Linked DNA regions of Mus musculus: regions 2, 3, 4, 5 and 6 are each linked to region 1. The links are chromatin contacts, called in public Hi-C, HiChIP or PLAC-seq and promoter capture Hi-C maps. All regions are on one chromosome and are shown on one strand. Each heading gives the region's core, a stretch centred on a gene start, on an enhancer-like site or on the middle of the called end of the contact. The rest is flanking DNA. Distances are from core to core; before and after follow the strand shown.

Evidence for each region. Promoter capture Hi-C pulls out the DNA fragments that hold promoters and counts their contacts. A called contact is a pair of places that touch in the nucleus more often than the background predicts. HiChIP or PLAC-seq counts read pairs in DNA pulled down with a chosen protein or histone mark.
Region 2: a contact with region 1 is called in a FOXA1 HiChIP or PLAC-seq map of pancreatic cancer cells. The contact joins the promoter of 1700003D09Rik here to the promoter of Rapgefl1 in region 1. A contact is called at or near these places in 4 of 39 promoter capture datasets (embryonic stem cells, hippocampal neurons, liver and 1 more) and 2 of 115 datasets of contacts at active chromatin or transcription factors (large pre-B cells and pancreatic cancer cells).
Region 3: a contact with region 1 is called in a FOXA1 HiChIP or PLAC-seq map of pancreatic cancer cells. The contact joins the promoter of Mien1 here to the promoter of Rapgefl1 in region 1. A contact is called at or near these places in 1 of 39 promoter capture datasets (pre-B cells) and 1 of 115 datasets of contacts at active chromatin or transcription factors (pancreatic cancer cells).
Region 4: a promoter capture Hi-C map of pre-B cells shows a contact between it and region 1, with 5 times the contacts expected there. The contact joins the promoter of Smarce1 here to the promoter of Rapgefl1 in region 1. A contact is called at or near these places in 7 of 39 promoter capture datasets (the 3T3-L1 cell line, cranial neural crest, frontonasal cranial neural crest and 4 more), 1 of 484 Hi-C or Micro-C datasets (embryonic stem cells) and 2 of 115 datasets of contacts at active chromatin or transcription factors (embryonic limb bud and pancreatic cancer cells).
Region 5: a contact with region 1 is called in an HNF4G HiChIP or PLAC-seq map of pancreatic cancer cells. The contact joins the enhancer-like site here to the promoter of Rapgefl1 in region 1. A contact is called at or near these places in 1 of 39 promoter capture datasets (stem cell-derived epiblast-like cells), 2 of 484 Hi-C or Micro-C datasets (the G1E-ER4 cell line and embryonic stem cells), 2 of 115 datasets of contacts at active chromatin or transcription factors (embryonic stem cells and pancreatic cancer cells) and 1 of 9 other capture datasets (pancreatic islet).
Region 6: a Hi-C map of regulatory T cells shows a contact between it and region 1, with 4 times the contacts expected there. The contact joins the enhancer-like site here to the promoter of Rapgefl1 in region 1. A contact is called at or near these places in 2 of 39 promoter capture datasets (cranial neural crest and stem cell-derived epiblast-like cells), 1 of 484 Hi-C or Micro-C datasets (regulatory T cells), 3 of 115 datasets of contacts at active chromatin or transcription factors (the NIH/3T3 cell line, embryonic stem cells and pancreatic cancer cells) and 1 of 9 other capture datasets (pancreatic islet).

Annotation. Positions count from the first base shown.
Region 1 is chr11:98,834,843-98,838,698 of GRCm38.p6, reverse strand. It overlaps Rapgefl1 (Rap guanine nucleotide exchange factor (GEF)-like 1), which reads right to left and starts at 1,914. Exons shown (of 15, transcript NM_001080925.1): 1 at 1,026-1,914. The coding sequence starts at 1,545.
Region 2 is chr11:98,356,446-98,360,301 of GRCm38.p6, reverse strand. It overlaps 1700003D09Rik (RIKEN cDNA 1700003D09 gene), which reads left to right and starts at 2,019. Exons shown (of 3, transcript NR_045477.1): 1 at 2,019-2,065. Ppp1r1b (protein phosphatase 1, regulatory inhibitor subunit 1B) reads right to left here. Exons shown (of 7, transcript NM_144828.2): 6 at 3,355-3,477; 7 at 2,506-3,269. The coding sequence ends at 3,232. It overlaps Stard3 (START domain containing 3), which reads right to left and starts at 1,934. Exons shown (of 15, transcript NM_021547.3): 1 at 1,794-1,934.
Region 3 is chr11:98,436,881-98,440,736 of GRCm38.p6, reverse strand. It overlaps Mien1 (migration and invasion enhancer 1), which reads left to right and starts at 1,749. Exons shown (of 4, transcript NM_025559.2): 1 at 1,749-1,879; 2 at 1,993-2,090; 3 at 2,424-2,500; 4 at 2,592-3,029. The coding sequence starts at 1,791. The coding sequence ends at 2,675. It overlaps Erbb2 (erb-b2 receptor tyrosine kinase 2), which reads right to left. Exons shown (of 27, transcript NM_001003817.1): 27 at 3,021-3,856.
Region 4 is chr11:99,228,779-99,232,634 of GRCm38.p6, reverse strand. It overlaps Smarce1 (SWI/SNF related, matrix associated, actin dependent regulator of chromatin, subfamily e, member 1), which reads left to right and starts at 1,618. Exons shown (of 11, transcript NM_020618.4): 1 at 1,618-2,233.
Region 5 is chr11:99,126,349-99,130,204 of GRCm38.p6, reverse strand. No RefSeq gene overlaps it. Among named protein-coding and RNA genes, the nearest start is that of Ccr7, 27 kb to the left of the region's middle. Within about 2 kb of position 2,229, at least 81 of the 459 cell types and tissues checked have an H3K27ac peak or open chromatin away from gene starts, as enhancers often do. A contact at or near this core is called in pancreatic cancer cells, where this site is marked.
Region 6 is chr11:99,103,276-99,107,131 of GRCm38.p6, reverse strand. No RefSeq gene overlaps it. Among named protein-coding and RNA genes, the nearest start is that of Tns4, 16 kb to the right of the region's middle. Within about 2 kb of position 1,956, at least 140 of the 459 cell types and tissues checked have an H3K27ac peak or open chromatin away from gene starts, as enhancers often do. A contact at or near this core is called in the NIH/3T3 cell line, pancreatic cancer cells and regulatory T cells, where this site is marked.

The sequences.
Region 1 (3,856 bases), core at 665-3,164:
GTGTGTGGTGTAGGCGGGAAGTTATGGTTAAGAGAGCTGTGTGTGTCTGATATTTTTCTAATTAAATCCAAAAGGTGTCAGCTCCCCAGGGCAACTGCAGCCTGAGCCAAAAGAGGGGACCCCGACCTTCAGGACAAAAATGGAGTAGAGGGTGACACTCCACTCCTAGAGCCAGAATGCCTTGCAGAGAAGGAAGGGTAACTCCTAACACCCTCCTCTTTAGGGTCTCAAGCTTGGTCTCTCAACCCTAAGCCCCTTCTGGGTTTAGTGGAGTGCCTAGTTAGATCTAAAGACCCTGATATCTCTACATCTATTCCAACTAGCGATGTGGGGGCCTACGTTCCTCAGAAGCCCTTTAATAGGGTGCTGGCATTCTCATAGTGGGTGAAATGGCATCATCTCAGGCTTCTCAGGGTGTGGTTATTATTTTTTTAAAAAAGGCCCTCTGCTGAGGCATGGCATGGGAAGGGTGGGTGCTACGGAGGCCCAAAGCCTTCTGGATGCTGCAGTCTCCTGGTATCTTCCCTTAGAGACCTTCGAATTCATCCCCAATAAAAGCAGCCGAGTTCTGTGACTATCCACATGGCCCCACCAAGTGAGGCGCTCCTACACAGCCAGGGACTCCTGTCAGCGGTTTTCAGGCCTCAGCTATGGTCTGGAGGGCAGCGTACAACCTCAGCGGGAAAGCGTCCACCTTAGGGTGTCAGGCCCTAATTTAGGGGCGTGGGAGGAGGTAGGCAGTATCAAGGGCTCGTGGGAGACTGGCTTAAATAGCCGAGAGAGAGGGAGGGTAGTTGAAGGAGAGAGATGGTTTCCCTTCTTCCCCTAGAATGAAGCTAATGTGGGGAGGAAGGTGGGTGCGCATTACCATGCCCCTTCCCCTACATTACTTCGGGCTTCCCCTCATCCTCTACACCAACACTGAGGACAAGAAAAAACAATCAGGGAGCATCCCCCGGGCCAATCCCTCACCTCCCACCCCCAACCCCGTGCTCTCTTGCTCTGGGATGGATGAGCAGGCTTACCTGAGGCGCTGCTGTCCCTGGTGGTCCCTCCAGCCAGGCGCTCCAGAACCCGGTTCAGAAGATGCTCTGGCCGCTCGGGGGCGCCCAGGGGGGCCCAGGGTGGTGAAGCCAGGGGTTCGCCGGGGGATAGCTCATCTGAGGAGTACGAGGAAGGAGAGCGCAGGGGCACCCCAGATCCTATCGGCCCAGGCCCGGGAACCTCCTCTAGCTGCAGCCAACAGGGCCCCCCACTGCCCGGCTCCTCAGAGACCCCTAATGGCTCTCCCCCTTCCTCCTCAACGGGCGGCTCCAGCCCGGGCTCGGTTGGGGGCTCTCGGAGGAAAGCTGGGAGCAGCAGGCGAGACACGCTCTGACGCCGCTGCAGTGGCCGCAGTCCCCCGGCCGGACCGCCGCCCCCACCAGGGCCCCCACCCCCTCCAGGCCCTCCGCAGCAACCCGGACCCCCGCCGGGACCTCCAGTCACCGCTCGCCCCGCCAGCTGAGACGTCTGCTTCTTCAAAAATTTCTCCAGTGGCTTCATGCCCCCCCCCCCGCCCCTCTCTTAGGGGCCGCCGGGGGACCCAGGTGTCCCAGGCGCGGGCGGGGGGAGGCGGGGACACGATGCTCAGAGCCGGGGGAGCAGAGCCGAGGGCCGTGCCAGGCGTCGGACTGCGAGCGAGAGGTGGCCGAGCCTCGCTGGCCAGAGTCCAGTGGCCAGTGGCCGGGGGAGGTGCCAGAGGGAAGAGGAGCTCGCTCTCAGCGGCCCCCCATGCCGGCTGCGGCCGAAGGGTTGGCAGGCTGAGGGGCTGGTGTCCCCGTCTCAGCGCTCCGGGGCCGGGCTGAGGCGACAGAGGCAGCGGGCGGAGCGCAAGGCTGAGGACGCGGCGGCGGCTGCGCTCCTGGCCCCGGGGAAGGTGGCAGAATTGAGACCGCGCCCCCTCCTCCAGTCCCCGCCCCTACCCTGCTTAGGCCCGCCCCCGCCCGGCCGCGCGAGGCTTGAACTTGGGCTCTGGCGCTGACCGCGAGGAAAATTAGGACTTGGGTTTCTGACAGTCGCAGAAGGGCAAAGGCGAGGGAGAGATCTACCAAAGCAGAGGACTCCTGGCTCTTGATTACCGGGTCTCTTTTGAGCATTTCAAATAACCAGGGCATATGTTTGACCTTGGCACGCCTACCTGTGCACAGGTGAGGCTTATAAAGACTGCTGAACTCTTTGCATCTTTCCCACAATTTTATTTGGTCATTATCTTCCACCTGTTGAGAAGGGCTGGGACGGCGTCTTGGGTAAACTGGTATTGGCACTGGGGGCGGTACCCATATTCCTTTCTGATAGGGTTTAGGGGGTGGTGCAGGGCCGCCCTGTAAGGCAAGTACTGGCAAGTAGGAAAGAGCCAGGCAGAGGCCAGCAGGTTGTGGCAGGTCTAATTGGGGTGAAAAGAGATAGTAGACTGAAAGAGACGACCAAAAGCACAAGGGCATCTTAGCCCAGGTGGTAGCGAAGGGAAGCAAGACTGAAGAGATGTGTAAGTCCCCAAACTGCCAACTATCATCCATCACCTAGCACATTAGTGTATATAGCCATAGAATGGGAGAAATATTGCCCTTACTCCTGGTGGCTACGCCAGAGCATTCTGTCTCCCAGGGTACACTCCACTAGGATGGGGCTGTAGAGACAGTGTGAACACATCCAGGCTTGGTATACATGGTGAAGGAGTGGCACCGGGTTCCTGGTGGGCTGGTGTTCCTTGGGCAAAGTCCCACCCCTGTTTACTGTGCCTCAGCAAGGCATGGATGGACAGGAATGCTAAGAGCTGGGAGTGGTGAAACTGACAGGGTGTGTACTACACTTGTGTTGCTGTCGGTGCAAACTCAGTTCCATGTGTGCTAGAGCATGTGTTCACAGAAATAAAGCTCTGCACACCCATCTGGGGATTTGGAGAGGGAACAAAAAAAAAAAAAAAAAGAAAAAGAAAAAGAAAAAGAAAAAAAAAAGCTCCGATTTTGCTATGAAGCTGGATCTGAGCATTGGTTTCCTGGACAGCCTTAATTGGACACTCGGCCTCTCTTAAGGTTGGAAGTAGGAACTGGCCAGAGTGGCTTAGAGCTCCCCAGGTAACCTTTTAGGAACCAAGAAGAGGGGAGGGCTTCTCTTCTGCACATGCCACAGTTACCAGATTAAGCCGGTTGCCTTGGTAACCTCTTCTCTGGGCAGGATTTGGGATTGTCGGTTAGGAAGGGTGAAAAATTGGGGAGTGTGAAGGGTGTGGGAGCTGGAAATAAAAAGGGACCGAGAGACTTCTAGAAACTAAATGCTTGGGGAATCGGACTCTAGACCCTTCCAGTTACAGAAAGTGGCAGTCACTACATTCAAGACCTTGAATCAGAAGCAAAGGAAGCATTAATTTGTGGTCCTCCTGGAGCAGCAGTGGCTTCCGTTCTGGCTACACACTGAAACCGCATGGGAGCTTTTTGGAATTGCTGATGTCCAGGTCACACCCTAGATCCATTATGGGATCCTGTGGCAGGCCCAAGGTCTCTGTTAGTTTAGAAAGCTCCCCAGGTGATTCAAACAGCCAGTGTTGGAAATCACTGCTCTAGGTCAACTGCAGCTGTAAGAAGATCTGGCAATTGCAAATCCTTGATGTTTTGAGTCACCTACAGGTAGGTCCATGGACTGACCCACAGCGGGAAAACTGATAGGGCATCTACATTACCATGAGAAAACCGAAGAGAATGGTAGGGTGGTATTCAATTACTTAACAGTGGAAATGGAGGCCAACAAGCTTAACTGAGTCAGTCCAACCCATGGGCTTCTACAAAGGTATTGGACAGGGCTACCTAAGGCAGTAATC
Region 2 (3,856 bases), core at 770-3,269, 480 kb after region 1:
ACTCTGTAGACCAGGTTAGACCCACCTACCTCTGCCTCCCAGGTGCTGAGATTAAAAGTGTGTGCCACCAGTGTGCCAAGATGGTTTTTGGTTTGGTTTGGTTTGTTTGTTTGTTTTCCCGGCAGTGCTGGAAACAAAACCACAAAGGCTGGATCTTTTCCACTCCTGAATAGCATTCCACTCAGTAGGTCCAGATCCTGTTCCCGGTGAGTCCAGGATTTCACCTTAGGACCCAGGGACAGAATGAGAAGCGAGCCACACCAAGCATTCTCACGCAGCCGATGAAATTAACTCATAACCAGCAAGCCAGAGTGCTCTTACACAGGACATGCTAACTAACGTGTGTTCATTAGGCACTCATAGGCCTGGTCCCTTGATGCATACACTACACAGTACTTCATTCATTCTCACATCTATACAAGGTAGGCACATTACTATCTCCATCTTCCAAAAGAGGAAAGGAAGATACTGACTTCATCAAGGTCTCAAAACAATATCAAAACTCAAGCAGGCTGGTGCATGGGTCTATATGTCAGCTATGACACTAAGAGTGTTCAGAGGACACAGATGGGCAGGGCGGCCAGCCTTTGAGATGGAGGTGGGCAGTGTGGAGATGGTGCTCTCTGAGCAGGACTCCTGAAGGATACATCAGGAGGAGGCCCAGCAGATCAGAGAGGAAAGAGGTGCTGCTATATACACGAAGAACCCTATGTGAGCCAGGCACATCTTACAGTAAACAAGCACACAGTCGTTTCCCCACAGGCAATGGGAAGCAAGCAAGTGACATAACCAGACTCGTGATATAAAAGTCTGCAAGAGCTAGATTCTGAAGACTTGCCTGCAAGCAATTAGGACCACAAGCTGCTGGAAATGTCCAGAGACACGTCAACAAGGGTAGTGACAGAGAAGGTTCAGGGAGTTAGCTATACTGGCACCTCTGAGCAAACAGGGTTAAAAGATGTTAAGGCAATTCCGGAGTTTTTCTCCTGGATAAGACAAGAGTGGAAGGATAAATTTACAGAGAAAAGATCAGCTCACGTTTGAAACCTGTGAGATCATCCCAAAGTGAAGGTATCCCATAGGCATAATTGACAGGCAGCTAATTTGGAGCCCAGGAAGGGGATGTGCTGCTATCGTCCATCTGAATATTCAGTGAACGTGAACTTGATGCGACAACAGTGGATGAGGCCATCCAGGATCAATGCACAGTGAGGCGGGTTGGGCCAGCGTGAACGTAAAGAGATTCTTCTGCCCTCTTGTCAGAGAGGTAAGAGGAAAAATCAGGAAATATTGGGGAGTCAAAGGGTGGAAGTATGTCAGGAATGAAAGCCAACAGTAGCAAGCACTTCTGAGAAGAGTTTAAAGAGCCTTCTTTCTGATATCGTTGGGAAGCTATGCGTGGATGTTTCCAACGGAAGTTGTGGGAAACAGCGGGTGGCAGAGAGGCAGCCGATTAGTATGTTTTTCCCTGAGTCTGGCCCCTTCCCACACCCAATTCTGTCCCCCATAATACTTAGATACCGACTCCTTGCCTCTCCTCTTACTATAAAGAAGGCTTAGGAAAGCGGCCGCAGACGTCCTCCGGACCCTCTCGGGTAAAGACCAAGACACCCCCTCCCCAGCCCTGCGCGCGCAGCAGCGAGTGGAGAGGAAGGGGGCGGAACCCGGAGCGCGAGGGGTGTGGGCTGGGTCGGACCGAACCAAAGACGGACACCGGGCAGGAAAGCGGGATCCGTCGGGTAGAGACAGCTCTTGTACCACCGCCCGGTGCCTGCGACCGCCGCACAACCCACCTGCTTCATGTCACCACGGCCCCCACTCTTCCTGCCTCAGCCGCAGTCCCGCTCCACGGCCTGGCAACTCCTCAGAGCGGAAGGAGAGCTCCCGGCGGCGCTACTTCCGCCGCTGAGCCCGTCCCCCCCGAGCCCGCCCCCAAAGCCAACCCGCCCCCCCGAGCCCGCCCCCAAAGCCAATCGGGATTCGTGTGACCCTGAAGCTCCGCCCCGGTCCGCCCCTCTCTCGGAGACGAGGTCCGGAAGCGGAGCCACAACCGAAGTTAAACTGTGTAAGACCGTGCAGGAGCAAGGGATAAAACCCCAGGGTGTCTTGGTTATTAGATCATACAGGCCTGACACTGTGGAGTGAAGGGGAACTGTGTGAGGGCCGATTTGTGAGCACAAGTCCCTTGGAGAAATCCATTTTTCGTTTTTGAGACGTTCTCAGGTTGGCCACGAACTCAGCCTTCCAAGTTCTGAGATTACTGACGCGCAGCACCACATCCATCACACATATTTAAAGGACCTTTGTTCTCCCCTGGCTTTTAGCCATCTCCCTCAGGAGCTAGTATGTCTGCCATGCGTATAGCCTGCAGGAAAGGCTCCTTCCTGGGAAGGGCTGGACACGAGAGGCAAGATCCTGACCCTAAGATAACCACCATTTTTCCTGTCAGAACATACCATTACTTCCCGGTCTCTCCTCCCTCCCCTGAAAGAGGAGTCTCAGGACAATTATTTACAAAGATTTATTACAGCGTAGGAGGGGTTCAGGCCTAGAGTAAGGGAAGAAGGGGAAGGGAACCAAGTTGCTGGAGGACAAGGAGAACCAGGCTCCCCCCACTGTGTGGCCCCCTAAGGACAGATAGTAAGTGCATTCCTGGCACCAAAGCACAAACAAAACGCAGCAAGCAGCCTCTGCCAGTCCATCTTGCAGGCACCCAGCAGGAATGGGATACTAAGGGAGGGACATGTTGAGGCTCTGCAAAGAATGCGTGAGACCTGAGCCCTGGTTGAAGTCTATGAGAGGGTTGGGGACTCAACGCCCACCACTGGTAGGGGAAGGAGGAGATCTCAGGGCACCTGTAGGCTCTCAGTACCTCCTTTCCCCAGATCTTAGGACCTGCCCTGTGGGTCTCCTGTGCCCAGGGGAGAGAATCTGGAGAGGGAGGGGACTTGTGGAGAATAAATGGTTGTTTATGGCCTTCTGGGGTTTCCAGTGTGGGCTCTCTCACCTCCCTACTCCCACCGGGTAAATAGAAGAATGACTGGCAGGGAAAGGCATTGGGGACTCTGGGCTTCAGCCAAAGCAAACAGAGACCAGCCTTAGTCTTCTAAAAGTCAGAAGCCGCAGCCCTAGCAGGTGAAAGACAGGGTACAAAGGAGGGTGGGGACAGAGTGGGTTTCTGGGGAACACTTCCTCCTGGGAGATACAGGGCTCTGAGCTTATGTGCCAGGCTCAGGGGGGGCTGGGATGCTGAGGTTCCTCTCCAGGCTCTGAAAGACAAATAAAGAGGACTCAAGGCCAGGCTTGGCCCATGAGGTTCCCACCCACCTCCCCAGCCCACACTCCAAAGCTCACCACTTAGTGTTGCTCTGCCTTCCACTTGGTCCTCAGAGTTTCCATCTCTCTGGGGCTCATCCAGAGGAGGTGGGCGCTCCCAGGGCCCCTCCAGACCCCGGCCACAAGTAGGCTTCTGCCCCACTGAAAGAGAGGGCATACATACATAGGCTGAGTGCCCCTCTGGTGCTCTCTGATGGCTTGAGGTTGAGCTTCTGAGACATCCATTGCTGCATAACGGGCAGAACACTGGCCTGGACTTCTGTCCCCGTGATTGTAACTTAGTTCATGGGCACTTTTCCAAAGGAAATATTATGTAAGAAGATCGGTGTAGATTACCTTAGATAATACCTTCTGGGAAGCTGGGTGTGGAGGCTTACACTAAAAATGCAGCCATCAGGAGGCTGAAGCAGGAGGATTGCTTTGAATTCAAGGTCATTGATTAAGATTGAGGTGCACTGTTAAGATTCGGGCCAACCTGGATTGCAGAATGAGATCCTATACTCTCAAGAGGCCCAGAACT
Region 3 (3,856 bases), core at 500-2,999, 400 kb after region 1:
TGATTGCTCTTCTGAAGGTCCTGAGTTCAAATCCTAGCAACCACATGGTGGCACTCAACCACCCATAATGAGATCTGACACCCTCTTCTGGGGTGTCTGAAGACAGCTACAGTGTACTTAGATATAATAATAAATAAATCTTTAGACTGGAGCAAGCGGGCCGACCAGAGTGAGCAGGGTCTACCGGAGTGAGAAGAGATCCTGAATTCAAATTCCCAGCAACCACATGATGGCTCACAACTATCAGTACAGCTGCAGTCTACTCATATATACATAAAATAAATAAATAAATTTAATCTAAAAAAAAAAAAGTAATATCATCAAAGAGACAGGCAACCAGTATTTGTGGTGGCTATGAAGAAACAACTCCTTGTGCCCTTTTGGTGGTGTAAAATGCTACAGCTGCTTAGAAAAAAAAAAACAAAAACAAAAAACAAAAACAAAAGCAGGTAGGCAATCCATAAAGAGTTAAATATAAATTTCTCGCAGCCCAGTAGTTTTAATTTTACTCTAAGGAACTTAAGAGAAATGGCAACACATCCATACAAAGGCATCTACAAGACATTTACTCAAAACAAACAACCCAAAGAAACCCAGATTAATGTTAATAGACAAATAATCTGTGCTTTTTCTATACAACAGAATGAAATAGTATTCATCAATAGAAAGGAACGCCTGGGACACAGCACTGGATGGAGGCTTGCTCTGATACAACAGAGCAAACGTCACATGCTGCAAGAGTCCATTTATGTGAAATGTCCAGAAAAGTTTAGAGAGCAGAGCAGCGATTGCTTGGGGCTGGAGTTGGAAGCTGCAAGCAAACAGGAAAGGCCTTCTTAGATCCATTGAAATATCCTATAACTAGATGGGATGACGTCAGAACTCAGCAAACACAGACCGACCCAACAATGAACAGTTTCAAGGGACACCAGAATGGGTGACTTGTTACGATACTGTAGTGGTGCTTCAGGGAAGGAAGAGACAGGGAGGACCCAGGCTGCAGTTCCAGAATTACAAACTGAGTTCAATGACACTAGCCCTCTAGCAAGAGGCAGGGATGAGGAGTGTGCATAAAGTGGGGGTCAGCACTTCAGAGTCAAAAGAACTAGAGTTCTGGGCTGATGAAGACGCTTGACCTGTAAGAGACAGACCTTTGAGACAGAATCTGATACTCTGAGTTCAATCCCTGGGACCCACATGATAAGATGGAGGAGGCCGAAAGTTGCTGTACTCTGACCTTCAAAAGCATGCTATGGCATGGCCCCCACCTCCAATACACACTCGTCCACAAATTAATAAATAAATGTAGTAAGTTTTAAAGATGCCCTCGCATGCATAAATTCACACTTATACACATATATACGTAATTAAAATATTCTTAAAAGTTAAAAAAAAAAGAACTCGAAAGAAAAGCAGTATGGTGTGGTTTCAAACGCTATCATCGTTCGAGAGGTAAATAGCAACACCAATCACAGACCATCAGCTACCTCGGCCGCCTGCCCCATTTTCTCTGTCTTTTGTAAATGGAAAATAGCTTTGTGATCACAGGCAGTTCGTTAGTAAGCAAATCCATGACTGTGAGCATTGGATGCCAATGAGCTCTCAGAACCCAGGATCAGTGCTGGTCCAGGATATTCGCTCTGCAGCTGGATCAAGATGTAGCAGTACCTGCTGACGGCAGAGGGCGCCCCGACGCAAAGCGAGGTCCGGACACGCCCACGGACACGCCCCCCACGTGACTTTGGCGTGGCGTCACACCCGGAAGCAGCCCTGCAGCGGAGCGGGCAGCAATGAGTGGGGAGCCAGCGCCGGTGTCCGTAGTGCCCCCTCCCGGGGAGGTGGAAGCAGGCAGTGGAGTCCACATCGTGGTGGAGTACTGGTAAGCCACTCGGGTTGAAAAGGAGCCTCTTGTGCTCGCCCGCAAGATGGGGGTGGATCCACGGGAGGCCCCACCCCCGGAACCCCAGCTCACTCCACGTCTCTTCTCCCCAGTAAACCCTGCGGCTTTGAGGCGACCTACCTGGAGCTGGCGAGCGCTGTGAAGGAGGAGTATCCGGGCATTGAGATTGAGTCGCGACTCGGGGGGACAGGTGAGGTCCGCAGAGCACCTGCTGAGTCAGTCCATGTGATAAAACTCCAGCTCTCCCTACATTCTAGAGCTGACATTGGCTGTTGTATATAAAGCCCCTAGTAGGGTCTGACACATAGCAAAAATGCCTACTGTGGGTTTGGAGTGAAGGAACTCTTAATGGCGTATTGGAAAGACGCACGGGTGAGGACTTTGGGGTTTGGGGCTGAATGGCTTCAGGATCGGTGTCTGCCGAGGCCATGAACAGTCTTGCTTGGACTCGAGGTGGTGCCAAGGACCTCCCTGAACTTCTGCCTGTTGTTCTTAGTTCGTTCTTGCATTTATTTCCTACCAGGGGCCTTCGAGATTGAGATCAATGGACAGCTGGTGTTCTCCAAGCTGGAGAATGGAGGGTTTCCTTATGAGAAAGACGTGAGTATTTAATGTACCTCGGGAGGGTGGCTGAGACGAGACACACCCTCCTCTCCTGTGCATGACACTCGCCCATGTCTCTGTCCGCTAGCTCATGGAAGCCATCCGAAGAGCCAGCAATGGAGAACCTGTAGAAAAGATCACCAACAGCCGGCCTCCCTGTGTCATCCTGTGACTAAGAAATGATTCTTGGAAGCTTGGTTCTGGGGTTTAAACCTTTCCTTGTGGTTACGCTAGGAATCCCTCTACCTTTAGCCCCTCACTTGGCCCTAGGTAACTAAGACCCTGACTTCACTTTGCCTCTTAGGGCACAAGGAGGGACTAGACATTTCTGTGGCCAAAGGCAGAAAAGAGATGTTCTCTGTGAACATCACCATCGCTCTCCCGGGATCTGTGCCCTCTGCAGTTTGGTCCTCTCCCCAGCGTGGCAATACCTTTCAGATGCCACGGTTGCTATAACTTATTTTCCCTGAATCCTGGGCAGTGTCGGCTCTTGGCAATAAAGAGTAATTACAAATGCTTGTGTCAACTGGCGTGTGTTTATGTCCAGCCTGTGCGGGGGGCACACAGGTCAGTCTGGCCCTGCTAACACCTAGTGGGTGGGACTAACACCTAGTGGGTGGGGTTTTCCTGGATGGATACTTCTTTCTAAGGCAAGGAAAACAAGTCACATGGCAATGCTCTCCACAAGCTCCCCTCTCCCACTGGGAGGACAGGACTTCATTCTGGGGGTAGCCTTGGAATGAGTGTGTCCAACGGAGTATTCTGGGGGTAGCCTTGGTATGAGTGTGTCCAACGGAGAATGACCCTGTTGCCAAAGGGCCTTCAGAAGGAATCCTAACTCCCCAGTCCCTCAAGCCCAAAGCCAAATTGTCTCAAACTTTTGGAAGATCTCTACACACTCACTCCAGGAGGAGCTGTGTGTCAGATGAGCAATACGGTTTGACCCGGCCCGGGACCACTCTCAGACATAGGCTGGGGTCCAGTTATTTTACAAATCTCATTGCAAATGGAGAAAGGGGACAGCACCCCCCGACTTTCATATAACACCCACTCTCCCACTGTATCCTTATTTCATCTTTAAAAAAAAAACAAAAAACAAAAGTAAAAACAGAACAAAATAAACTCTGTACAAAGACCAGTCTGGGTGCAAGTGCTGTCCCCCTCTTGGGATGCACGTGCCTCAGTCCTAGTGGGGTGTCCTGCTCCCAGGATATTCACCTGGGGCCTCCTCCCTTGCAGGCTGAGCTTCCCTCAGTCTTCAGAACCAAGAGAGCCAGGCCAGGTAAGGAATACCCACTGGACCCTACAGTCTGTCAGGGCAGTCAGGGTCTGTAATCCTCTGGGGCTGAACAG
Region 4 (3,856 bases), core at 369-2,868, 390 kb before region 1:
TCCAAGATAAATTAAGGATTAAGTTTTAAAATCCAGCTAGGTGCTGACAGTACACACCTGCGATCCCAGCTCGTGGAAGGCAGAGGAAAGATTTTGAGTTCCAGACCAGCCTGAACTACGTAGTAAGATCCTACAAACACACACACACACACACACACACACACACACACACGCATCATAACCATAATTATAAAATCCTATAATTCTGGGGAGATATAATAGTAGACAGCATTATTTGAAAAGTGCTGCAGGCCGGGTGTGGTGGCGTACGCCTTTAATCCCAGCACTCGGGAGGCAGAGGCAGGCAGATTTCTGAGTTCGAGGACAGCCTGGTCTACAGAATGAGTTCCAGGACAGCCAGGGCTACACAAAGAAACCCTGTCTCGGAAAACCAAAAAAAAAAGAAAAAAGGAAAGGAAAGAAAAGTGCTGCAGGACCTGTTCGGGACCCTGGATTCAATCCCTAGCGCCTCACAGAAGTAAAAAGAACAAGAAAGAATGCCATGCCGCTGTCCACTTAGAACTCAATCAATTCCCCTTTTTTAAGCCAATTTTGTGCCAGCCCTTTCCCACCACAGCATGCAGACACCGCTGAGTTTCAGAGAACTAACTGCCCAGCTGGGAATGGCACCTTGCAGCATGCATGCGCGTGCACACATGCTCCGGAGCACTGTGCCTGTACCCCCTTTTCCACCATTCCATAGTCCTTGCTAAGACCGGGAAGTAACAAGGCTGGAATTACTGGGCAGAGGAAGAAGCCACTGGATCCCTGCTGTAATTGTGTGGATCCTACATTCACCTTCTCTATGCTCTTTGTGTTAAAAAAAAAACATTTTCAGATCATTCCCTTATGCTATGCATTCATCTGAAAACAAAACAAAACAAACCTCTCCTTTAGTCTTTCCTTACAATACCGGTTCATTTCGATAATTTCACCAGAGTATGAAAATATTGGGCGATGGAAGAACTGGACAGTATTATCACTTATCACTTCTAAAGATACCTCACTTCCTGTTGTCACAACCAGGATAAGGGCCAACAGGTAGTCCCAGCATTCAGCCAGTTTCTCTAGATGCTAACATTGACCTTAGATAACCACAGATGCTCTGTTCATTTTTCCTCCACCGTGACGTGACCCACACTAGCCAAGTGTTCTCTACTTTGTATAATCCGCCAAAGTATTCGTTAATTAGTTTAAAAAAAAAATAGCCCTGGAATGGTCCAGAAAGGTGGCTCCACGCACACTCACTGAACAATTACATGTCTAGCCCTTAGAAATCATTGGTAATTATGAAATTGTCCGGTCCAGATGCCTAAAACTTTGTTTTCAAGACTTTCCAAGATAGCAGATGGCCCAATCCCATATAGAGGGTATCAGATACAGGACCGGCTTGGGAAAGTTCCAGGAGGGCATCACAAAGAAACACTGAACTGTTTAAAGACAAGCGAGGCTGAGCTGAACTGGCCCTCCTGGGAAGGGATGTGAATTGTCACAGGTATGCCAGCTGGAAGGAGTGAGCTGACATCTGAGGACCCTAGGCGCAGAAACCCGCCGCCATCACTCGACCTCTAGAAACATCTGGGAAAACTACAAAACTCCCGTGTTGCTTTTCGCTTAGGCGGAGGCAGGGGAGCCCCGCTGGGCGCCAGCAAGGACCTAAACGCAGCGACCCGGGTCCTCCCCGCCTACATTCTCCATCTTCTCCATTCATACGTCCATCAGCGGAGGACTGAAGACCAGAGCGAAGGGAAAAGCCAGAGTGCATGGTGTGTGGGAACTGCGTCCCACCCTCTCCCGGGAGAGGCTCCGGCGAGCCTTTCCCCTCCGGCGCCCGCCTCACGCGGCGGCGCCCACCGCCTCAGTGAAGCCCCGGGCGCGCAGTCTGCGCAGTTCCTGCCGCCGGGCCGCGAACCAGGGCCCGCAACGCGGCCCAGCCTTCTCCGCCCTCCTCGCCGTGACGAATCGGCGCCCGACTGGGACGGGATCCAAATTGGAAGACTTCTGAGGAAACCCAGGAGCCTGACGAAATTTTTTTTAAAAATCCTTGGCGCCCTAAGCCTCGCCGCGTGCTCACTGGAAGGGCTGTTCGTCTGCCGGGAGCCGGCCGCGGCCGGCAGACAATTCCCGGGAGCGTGTGGAAAGTGCGAGCGCGGAAGCTCCGGCGCGAGGGGCGGGGCGAGCGCGGGACAAAGGGAAGCGAAGCCGGAGCTGCGGGCGCCTGCTCGGCCCGCGGGTGAGTGTTTCCCAGTGGGCCCAACCCGGTCGGGGAAGGGTGGCGAGCGGTGGTGTTTCTGCTTGGCGGGACCCCGAGCTCCCGCGGGGTGCTGGGGTTCGGCCTCGGCTGCGAGGCGGGAGCTAGAGCCGGTGCGGCCTCGGTGAGGCCTAGCGGCGGCGGGGCAACCCCGTCCGGAACAGCTCCTCGGAGGCGCCGGTAGTCCCTTTCCGCGGGACTCCCGACGCCGGTGAGCACCAATGCACAACCCCCTGCAGGGGAGTTTCCAGAAAAGCTCGCCCTCCGCCCGCCACAAAACTCCAGGGAAAGGATCTCCGGAAACCCTCTGGGCAAGGCCAGCGGGGATCCTCACCCACCACGAAGGTGGTCGTCCCCCCCCCCCTTTGTTTATTTTTATTTTTTATTTGGTTCAGGCAGCGACTTAAGGATTCCCGGGGTGGCCTGGAGTGAAGTCTGAGACGGTGTGGGTTGGGTTTAAACCCATCTCTGACAATTCCGGGTCTCTGGCCTTAGACACTTAATCGCCCCGAGACTGTTTTCTTCCTTTGTAAAATGGGGACAGTCATACGCATCGGGTAGGGTCGTTGTGACTAGTGAGTAAGACTGTGTTATAAGCCTGACCAGTAAGGTAATTAATTCAATAAATACAGAGTTGCGTCCCAGGCACAATGGTTAGATCCACTCACTACTAGAGTTTATATGCTTAGCCCGGGAGAGCAATCATTTGTAAGTATTAGCAGTGAAGTGTAAGGTACCAGGGACCCTGTCACAGTTTCTGTCGGGGCTCCCCACAGCAAGGCCTACTGGGTGTTGATGGAAGGAAAAAAAGAGATGAATTGAAAAAACTTAGCTATTTCCACATCAGAAACTCTTACCTTGATGATTTGAGGCACTTCCTTAAAATGAAAACTAGGAGAAAAAAAAGTGTATTCACCATCCTTCTAAAAATAAGTTTTCATCTCTTATGCATTACCATTTGTGGTCTATGTTGAGTAAGGAACAAGCTCAGATATGTCCATGTTTCGAGCTGGCCATACTAGGACCAAATTTATGAAGACTTGAGCTATGTTTGAATAATACAGTAATAAATTAGACCATCCCTCCTCTCTTGCAAGGCAAAACCTAGCACATTCACATGTTGTTGGAGGGAAAGTGCCGCTGGTCTTTGTAAGCCATGTAGGAATACAGAGACGAGATATAATTTATTCTGTCCCGATGATGTATCAAGAAAGTACCTGAGATAATTTCTGAAATGAGCTGTAAAGGAACAACATGTGTCCTGTAAGTAGCCTCAGAAAATTGTTCCCGGCTCTTATGAAACTATTTACCAACAAAAGAGAATGTAAAGTTTGTTATCATACTGACTTACCTTTCACACTGCCTCCAGGAATAAGACATGACTCTGTTTCAATGAAAGATGTTCCCTAAATAAGGCAGAGCTTCTAATCAGGGGTTGTCAGTATCTGGTAGGCCTTGTTGGGGTCACCCGGATAATACATCACATTCTATTGTCATTATTTTTTTTTATCAGTCTAAGTAATCGTTTGCATGGCATCAGCAAAATGTTTTCCATACAAGACGCTGCTCTCAGTATCATAAGCAAAAACCTAAAAATCCATCTCT
Region 5 (3,856 bases), core at 980-3,479, 290 kb before region 1:
TTTTTTAATGTGCGTGCACACTTGTATAGATGTGCACCACTTGCATGCCTGGTATATATAATGCCAAGAAAGGGTGTCGGGTCCCCTGGAACTGGCATCACAGAAGGTTGTGAGCCTCCATGTGGTTGCTGGGAATCAAACTCAGGTCCTCTGGAAAAGTATCCAGCGCTCTTCACTACTGAGCCATCTCACCAGCCCCCAGAATTTGCATCTTAACATGACCCTTAGATCTTTCCCACCCCAATAAGATTGAAATATAGTACTGGGCTCAACTCAGGACTGAGTTCTTAAGAGCTATGTCCTGCCCGGCGAGCTTCCAGCTATGCCCCAAGGAGGCTGTAACCTACTGGATACAGCCACCAGCCAAAAGCATCTGAAGTGTCCAGAGGGTCTGATAAGGCAGACAGACACACAGACATCACCCGTGTTGGAGAGCAACATGCAACAGCTCATCACACAGTCAGAGTGACTCCGCGCTGTACCCTCTCTTCCACCACTACTTCCATGGTGCGACCTCCATGATACCAGTGTTGCCAGCTCCTGTCCCAGCCCTGGCCCTTGGCTCGTGTCCTCTGGTTATCAGAGTTTTAGACCCCCTCTTTGGACCCCATACTCTTCCAGAGCCAGCCTCCCTGAGCTCCCAGCCTTTGAAGCTGAGGGCTGAGAGTGCTAAATGACTAAGCCCAAGACAGATGTAGCTCAGGGGAATTGAGCTGTTCTGAAAGCAGCCAGCAGAACCTGAAAGTCATTAACAGCCATCAACACCCCTGGGGGTGACTATCATTGATTCATTTATTGCTATTAACATTTGAGTGTGAATTAGCTTCTGGCTCTTCCTGAATTGGCTGGCAGAGTGAGCCGGGCCATCCACACTGTTGAGTTTTGATAGAAGACACTAGTCCCAGGAAAGGGAAAAGGCCCAGGCCAGCTAGTTTCCAACCTCCTCCTCTTCCAGCTGGCCAACCTGTTTGTCTTAGCCTCAGTGAAGCTCAAGGACAAGTGTTACAGAAGAGCCTGTGCCCAGAAGTGGTCGTGCTACAATGAACATCATCCCTAGATTAAAAGTCTGCACCCAGGAGTCAGGTCGCCAACTCCATACTCGGTCTCCTGGCCTGGAGGTCCAGAGGGGTTCTATGAAGAGAGGGGCTTCCTGTACCTGCCAACAGGTCTCCCATCTCAGAGTTGCGACTGGAAAGAAAGAGAGAAGGGAGGGAGGGAGGGAGGGAGGGAGGGAGGGAGGGAGGGAGGGAGGGAGGGAGGGAGGGAGGGAGGGAGGGAGGGAGGGATAAGAAGGGATCTGGGAACAAGGGAGGGAGGAAGACCGATGCTTCCAAGGCTCCTGATTTGTGTTGGCCACTATGTTAACTCTGCAACTATTAGCAATTTAATTCTCCCAATACTGATGACATTATTCCTATTTTACAGCCAAGGAACCTGTAAGCTGGAAGAAACTGAGGCTGGAAGAAATTAATACCACACACAATATCACCCAGCTCATGAGATGCAGGGCCAGATTTAGGACCAAGACGGGTCTGGTACCACTGCCACCTGCCAAGTCTGGAGACAGGAGGCCAAGAGTCTGCTCAGCCTCCTTCCAAGAACAGCAGAGGAGCCAGAGGGGCACCCCCGACACCCGCTTCTCACATACTTTGGCAAGTGAGTTTTGTCCTACAAGCTCTTGTTGACTCTAGTACCAGGAAAGCCAGCGAAAGAAAGGGAGATAGCAAATTAGCCAGGGAGCACCTGCTGGTGGCCTGGATGTCTGCCCTAGTGCTGGGCCAGCCTGGGCTTGAGGCCCTCCCTCCAACCTCCCTTGCTACCCTGTGCCAAGTCCAACTCTCCTAGGGACCCACAGCCTCTAGAGCCAGATAACCCCTGCCAGGTCGGTTGGGTGGCACTTGCTGTTCAAACAGGAAGAATGGCACAGACACTGGGGCCTTAAGTGGCCCTCTTGATATCAAAGGAGCAGGAAGGGACAGGGAGGCCCGAGAAGGAACATCACTCCGCCCAGACAGTACAGGGCCAAGTCTGAAGGATCCAAGTCGCCTCCCTAACACTGTCCCCAGCTGAGCTATCTGCAGCACGGATCACTGACCCACCCTCATTCCCCACCCATGCCAGTCCCAATTTGAGGGAAACTAATATTTATTAAACACGACTGTGAGTAGACCAAAGCAGTGACCTCATTTTACCACAGACAACGCTGTCGGCCATGTCACACGCTGAGGAAACCAAGGGCCAGAGGTGCTTACTCATACGCCCAGGTCCCAGCCCGAGAAGTGGGCCGAGCCCCAGCCTCCCTGGTTCTCTTTCCATGCTAGCCTGATGCTTCCCACGACCACAGGCCTTTTGGGTGAACCTGAACTGATTCTTGAGAGCAGAGTGGCACCTTCCTGTCCCCAAGTCTTCTGGCCTTTCGATGTGGTCTGTGCAATTGCAAGGCAGCCCCTAGATCAACTTCTGGAAATGCCCTAAAGTCTGAAGGATCCCATGTCAGGACAGAGGCAGCTGGGAGACGTGTTCTAAATACAGAGGAGTTTCTGGTACAGCTTCACCCCTAACCAGAAGCCTTAAGAAGCTAGAGGGTCTGCTCAGTGAAGTTCAAGGCTCTTATCCTAACTTTCCTTCATTGGACCCCACTACGTCCCAGGGTCCCCTTGACTTCCTACCTAGCAGCTAAAACCTGCACCAATTCATGTTCCCCTAAGAAGCCCTGGGTCTCCCCTACTTTCCAATTCCTTCTCCCGATTTCTTCTTACCACCCCAGCCAGTAGAAACCGATGTCACGGGGCCATTACAAATGTCACCTCCTCCAAGGTCAGTTTTCCTTCCTTACAGGCACAGCCTCATTGATGGCACTTCATAACCTGTGCAGGGCTCTTTCCTCTCTTCCCGATCCCTGTGCCCCCAGCTTGTTCTTAAGCCCAGGCTTTGCCCTCTGCAGGTGGCTTTTGCACCCAGGGGGCTGGGGTAGCTGAAAGACAGGGCTCTGGCTTCCCTGGGGTTCAGCATGTTCCTGAGGATTTTGCCCCTCTCCAAGGCTGGTTAGAGATGCCAGCTCTGTCACCAGGAATCGTGAAAAATCTGGGAACAGTAAGCAAAGCCAAGGAATGTCCCACCCACAGGCCTCCAGAGCCACTTCCTTCCTGGAAGGAGAACAAAGCCGAGAAAGGGGAGATAAGACTTCTCCCTGCATGCAGGGCTGTAGGGAGCTGGGCCCCAAGCAGGCGAACCCTATGGTAAAGGGCTGCTAGATGAAGGCCTAGGGAACCCAGGAGTGAACAGCAGGTCTGGTCAAGGCCCCATCCTGTCCCTTCTCCTTCCCCTCTGCTTGCCTCTCCCACCCCCTCAACCCCCATTTCTCAGTCTCCATCTTCACAGCTTCCTCCCCCATTTCTTGTTTCTTACTCCCATAAGCACCCACTCTCCTGGACCTCACTGCCTGGAGAGCAGGCATGACTCCCGATTTCCATGCCCTTATCTCAACATTCCAGGCCTTCCTGGTGGGCCCCCAACTCACCTCTCCACCCCTTTCCACCACAGACTCTCCAGGCCTGTACTTTCCTGCCTCCTGGCTGGTCATGGGAGTCCTGTGACTCCCGGTGACCTGTGTCCTCCCTGCTGGCTGCTGGCTCACCCTGGGGAAGTCCTGACTCAGATGAGCCCCCTGCCCAACTCCTATACTCCACCCTGAGCAACACTGCCTGATCACCAAACAGAAAAAATCTCCCCCATCCCTATTTTAGAACTAACCCCTCTCACACACACACACTTAGAAACTGTGACACACTTGTCTCCTGAAGACTCCTTCCCTTCACTGTGTCTAGGCCTGACACCAGAAATGGAGTAGCCAGCC
Region 6 (3,856 bases), core at 707-3,206, 270 kb before region 1:
CATCTCTGAAGCTGGGTGGGGAGCCAGATGCCAGAGAACAGGACAAAATCAGCCCTCTACCCCCAGGGCAGACAGGAAAGGAACCAACAGCTGGAGACCAGACTCTCTGGGTCCCTAGCAACCCTGTTAACACTGACCCCAAGCACAGACAGTCACAGCAGGGAGTGGTGGGCCTGGGCTTCCTGGGTGACACCCTCACACCCCCGTGGGCTCTAATGAGAAAGCACTCTTCTATACTGAATGTTGTCCTGGCCCCCACAGCTAAGCCCTTCAAAGTCACAGACAGCCATCAGTGTGTCAGGGGCATTCAGTGGGGCAGGGGTTGGAGGTCCTACATCCCACCCACAACATACATCATTTATAGGTTACTGACACCAAGGCCTCCACACTCCTGCTGGGCTCCTAGCAGATTCAGGCCCAAAGCCAAGAAGCTTCTGTAACCCTGGAGAGCTTCCACCCGGAAGGGGAGACTCAGACCTTACTCTGGGGTTGGAGCTTAGGGGGTGCGGCGGCTGTTAGGTTTATGCTCCCACAACCTCAGGGTTCCTCTATCCACCCCTCCTCCAGGGAAGGGTGCGGGCCTGTGTGGGAAGGGTGGAGGCTCCGTGAGTAATCAGGTTACAGAGGAATGAACTTGCAAGAACCTGAGTCAGAGGCAGGAAGAGGAGACCAGGTCTGGACGCCCCTCTCACTGGCCCCATCGACCCCTCCAGGAGCAACCCTCAGCTCAGGACTGCCTGAGGCTTTAAAAGGAATGGGTCTTTGCTAGGACGTGGGGGAGCATGCCCTAGGAGTTACAAAGATCCTTAGCATCAAAAATGCTGTAAACACAAGTGGTGGGGGAGACCTTGATGGAGGCTTTCCCAGGGTCCCAGTTTGTACAGCTGCATGTGTCTTCTGCACGTGTTACCTGAACATACCTCGGGACTTTGCCCTTTCAGCCTGTCTGGCTCACCCAGTGGGAGGCAAAGTCCAGCGAAGCTCTCCGGCTCCCTAGGGCAGACACCTGAGGGTGCCCACTGACAACATGATCTCCAGACAAAAATCATGTGCCTAGAACTCCTCCTCCATCACCACCATCCTGCCTCTGCTGCCTCTGAGCAGCTACAACCTTGGATCTCCCTCTTCATTTGACCCTTTGCCCTGTTGTCTGGTAGCCACGCAGGGCCTTTCAAAACACAGGGTCACATCAATGCCTATTCAGATGTTCTGTGGCTTCTCACTGATCTAGGGATAAAGCCAAGTGTCTAGCCTGGTGCTCAAGGGCTAGCCCTAGGCTACCTCCTTAGCCTCATTTCACCATTTGTGATGTAGGTTACACTAAGTGTTCGTTCAGCCCTTAAGAGGCTACCACTTCTCCTACCTACCCCAGGACCTTTGCACGTGCAGTTGCTACCACCTGCACGCTCCTCCATATCCCTCTTTGCAGAGCTAACACCTACTGTCTTCGGGGTTTCTTGTTTGTTGGTTGGTCTGTTTTTGTTAGTCTGGGGGACTCCTCCCTGATATTCCAAAGTCTGAAATGTAACTTTCTCTCCAAGCTCCAAGCTCCATCACAGTCTGAGATTATACACATTCCTGGTTGTTCTGTCTCCATCAAACCTCTATCCCTAACACCCTCCTGCAGGATGTGGATCAAGACCCAGCCCCAGTCCTGACCTCTGCCTGCAGGAGGCTTAGAGCCAGACCCAGGAAGGCCTTGCACCTTTAATCTAGTTAATCATCTCTCTTGTCCCAGAGACACTGAGAGGAAGAGCTAGAGGTGTGGGGGCACAGGGGGGGGAGTGCTGGGAGGGGGGCTGCCTAGAAGGAGTCACCTAGAAAGAGAAAGCCAAGGATCATTTGCTGGAGAGAGAGATAAGATGGTCAGAAAACAGGAAATGGTAAGCTAGAGCTGTTGGCTGGGGCGGGACAGTTGAGAATCAGGGCTTCAGATCAAAGCCACAGGAAATGGTGGTTTTCTCAGAAACGGAAGAACCTGATCAAAGCCACACTTTCCCGTCTGGGTGGGGTAGGCAATTCATTCACCAATGATTCTCTTAATCATTGGTATTTGAAAATATGAGAGAGCTGTTAAACAAGCATTGATTGAGCAGGTCTGGGTGCCGGGCACTGTGTTATGCCCGGAGGGCACAGCAGTTGTGTAAAGAGGATCATCCTCTATGCCTCTGACTTCACAAGCATCAGTGTCTCAACAGGCTTCAAGCCACCATCTGCAGCCCTGGCCATGAGTGACTGCCAGCCTTTGTACCCAGCACAGAAGCCAACAAAGCAGCGGCTCTCAACCTGTGGGTTGCACAGGGGTCGAGCATCAGACATCCTGCATATCAGATATTTACCTTATGATTCATAACAGCAAAGTTACACTTATGAAGTAACAACGGAATCATTTTATGCTTGGGGGGTGGGGTGTGTGTCACCACAACATGAGGATCAGCATTGGGAAGGCTGAGAACCACTGAGCTTCGGAGGTGGCTCAGGAGTTAAGACTATGTCCTGCTCTTAGGAAGGACCTGAGTTTGGTTCCCAGCACTCACTACTACTGTATCTCCACTCCAAGAGATAATGATGCTCTCTCTCTAGCCCTCCACAGGCATCCGCACTTAAATGTGTACAACCCAGCACACACGCGCAAACACACACACAAACACAGACACACAGGCACACACACACACACACAAACACAGACATACACGCACACAATTTAGAATAAGCTTTTTTCAATTTTCTTAATTTTTTTTATGTGTGTATATGTATTTCCCCTGCATATACGTCAGTGTGTCACATAGGTGCTGATGCCCTTGGAGGACAGCAGACGACATCAGATCCCCTAAGGCTGGAGTCATAGATGGTTGTAAGTCACCATGCCGGTGCTGGAGATCAAACTCAGGTCCTCTAGAAGGGCAGCTAGCTAGTGCTCTTAACCGCTGAGCCAAGTCTCTGGCCCTGTGACATTTTTAAAGCTACTATTTCTCAAACACTTTACCCATCACTCCCCCAGCTCCGATACAGCCAAGAAAAATGTTCCCAAACACGGGCAGGCATGGTAGTGTATACTTTTGTTTGTTTGTTTGTTTGTTTTGTTTTGTTTTTCGAGACAGGGTTTCTCTGTGTAGCCCTGGCTGTCCTGGAACTCACTTTGTAGACCAGGCTGGCCTCGAACTCAGAAATCCGCCTGCCTCTGCCTCCCAAGTGCTGGGATTAAAGGCGTGCGCCACCACGTCCAGCTGTGGTGTATACTTTTAATCCAACACTCGTGAGGCCAAGGCAGGCGGATCTCTATGGTCTACAGAGACGAAGTTCTGGTCCGGCTAGGGCTACACAGAGAAACCCTGATTTGGAAAACAAAACAAACAACAATTCCCAAAACACACATCTTGTTGTGTCCTGCCCAGCTTGAAATCCCTCAGGCCTCTCCACTCCTCTGAGCGTTAAGTCCGTGCTTCATGAACACTGGGGTGGATATGCACTCTGCCAGCATGACTTAGGACAAATGGCTTTCTTTCTAAGACTGAGTGCTTTCCTTTATTAGTAGACGTCTTAATCCCAGGTCCATTTCATTTCAACCTCAGTATGACTCCGGCTGGGGATCACAGTGTGCCCCATAATCCAGCTAATTGACAGGTGGGTGGAGAATTGAAGATTCAAAGCCAGTGTAGACAACTTAGCAAGATCCATCTTTTTTTAAAAAAAAATCATTTTTGTAAAGGCCTAAGGCTGTTGCTAAGTGCTTCTCTGGCTCAGCCTGTGGAGCCTGGAGACTGGCAAATCCTATCCCACCCCACTCCTGACCCCCGTATCCCCAGTTGTGGTTCTTCTCTTCTGTCCAAGGTCAAGTTCCTCAAATGGGTCTGTC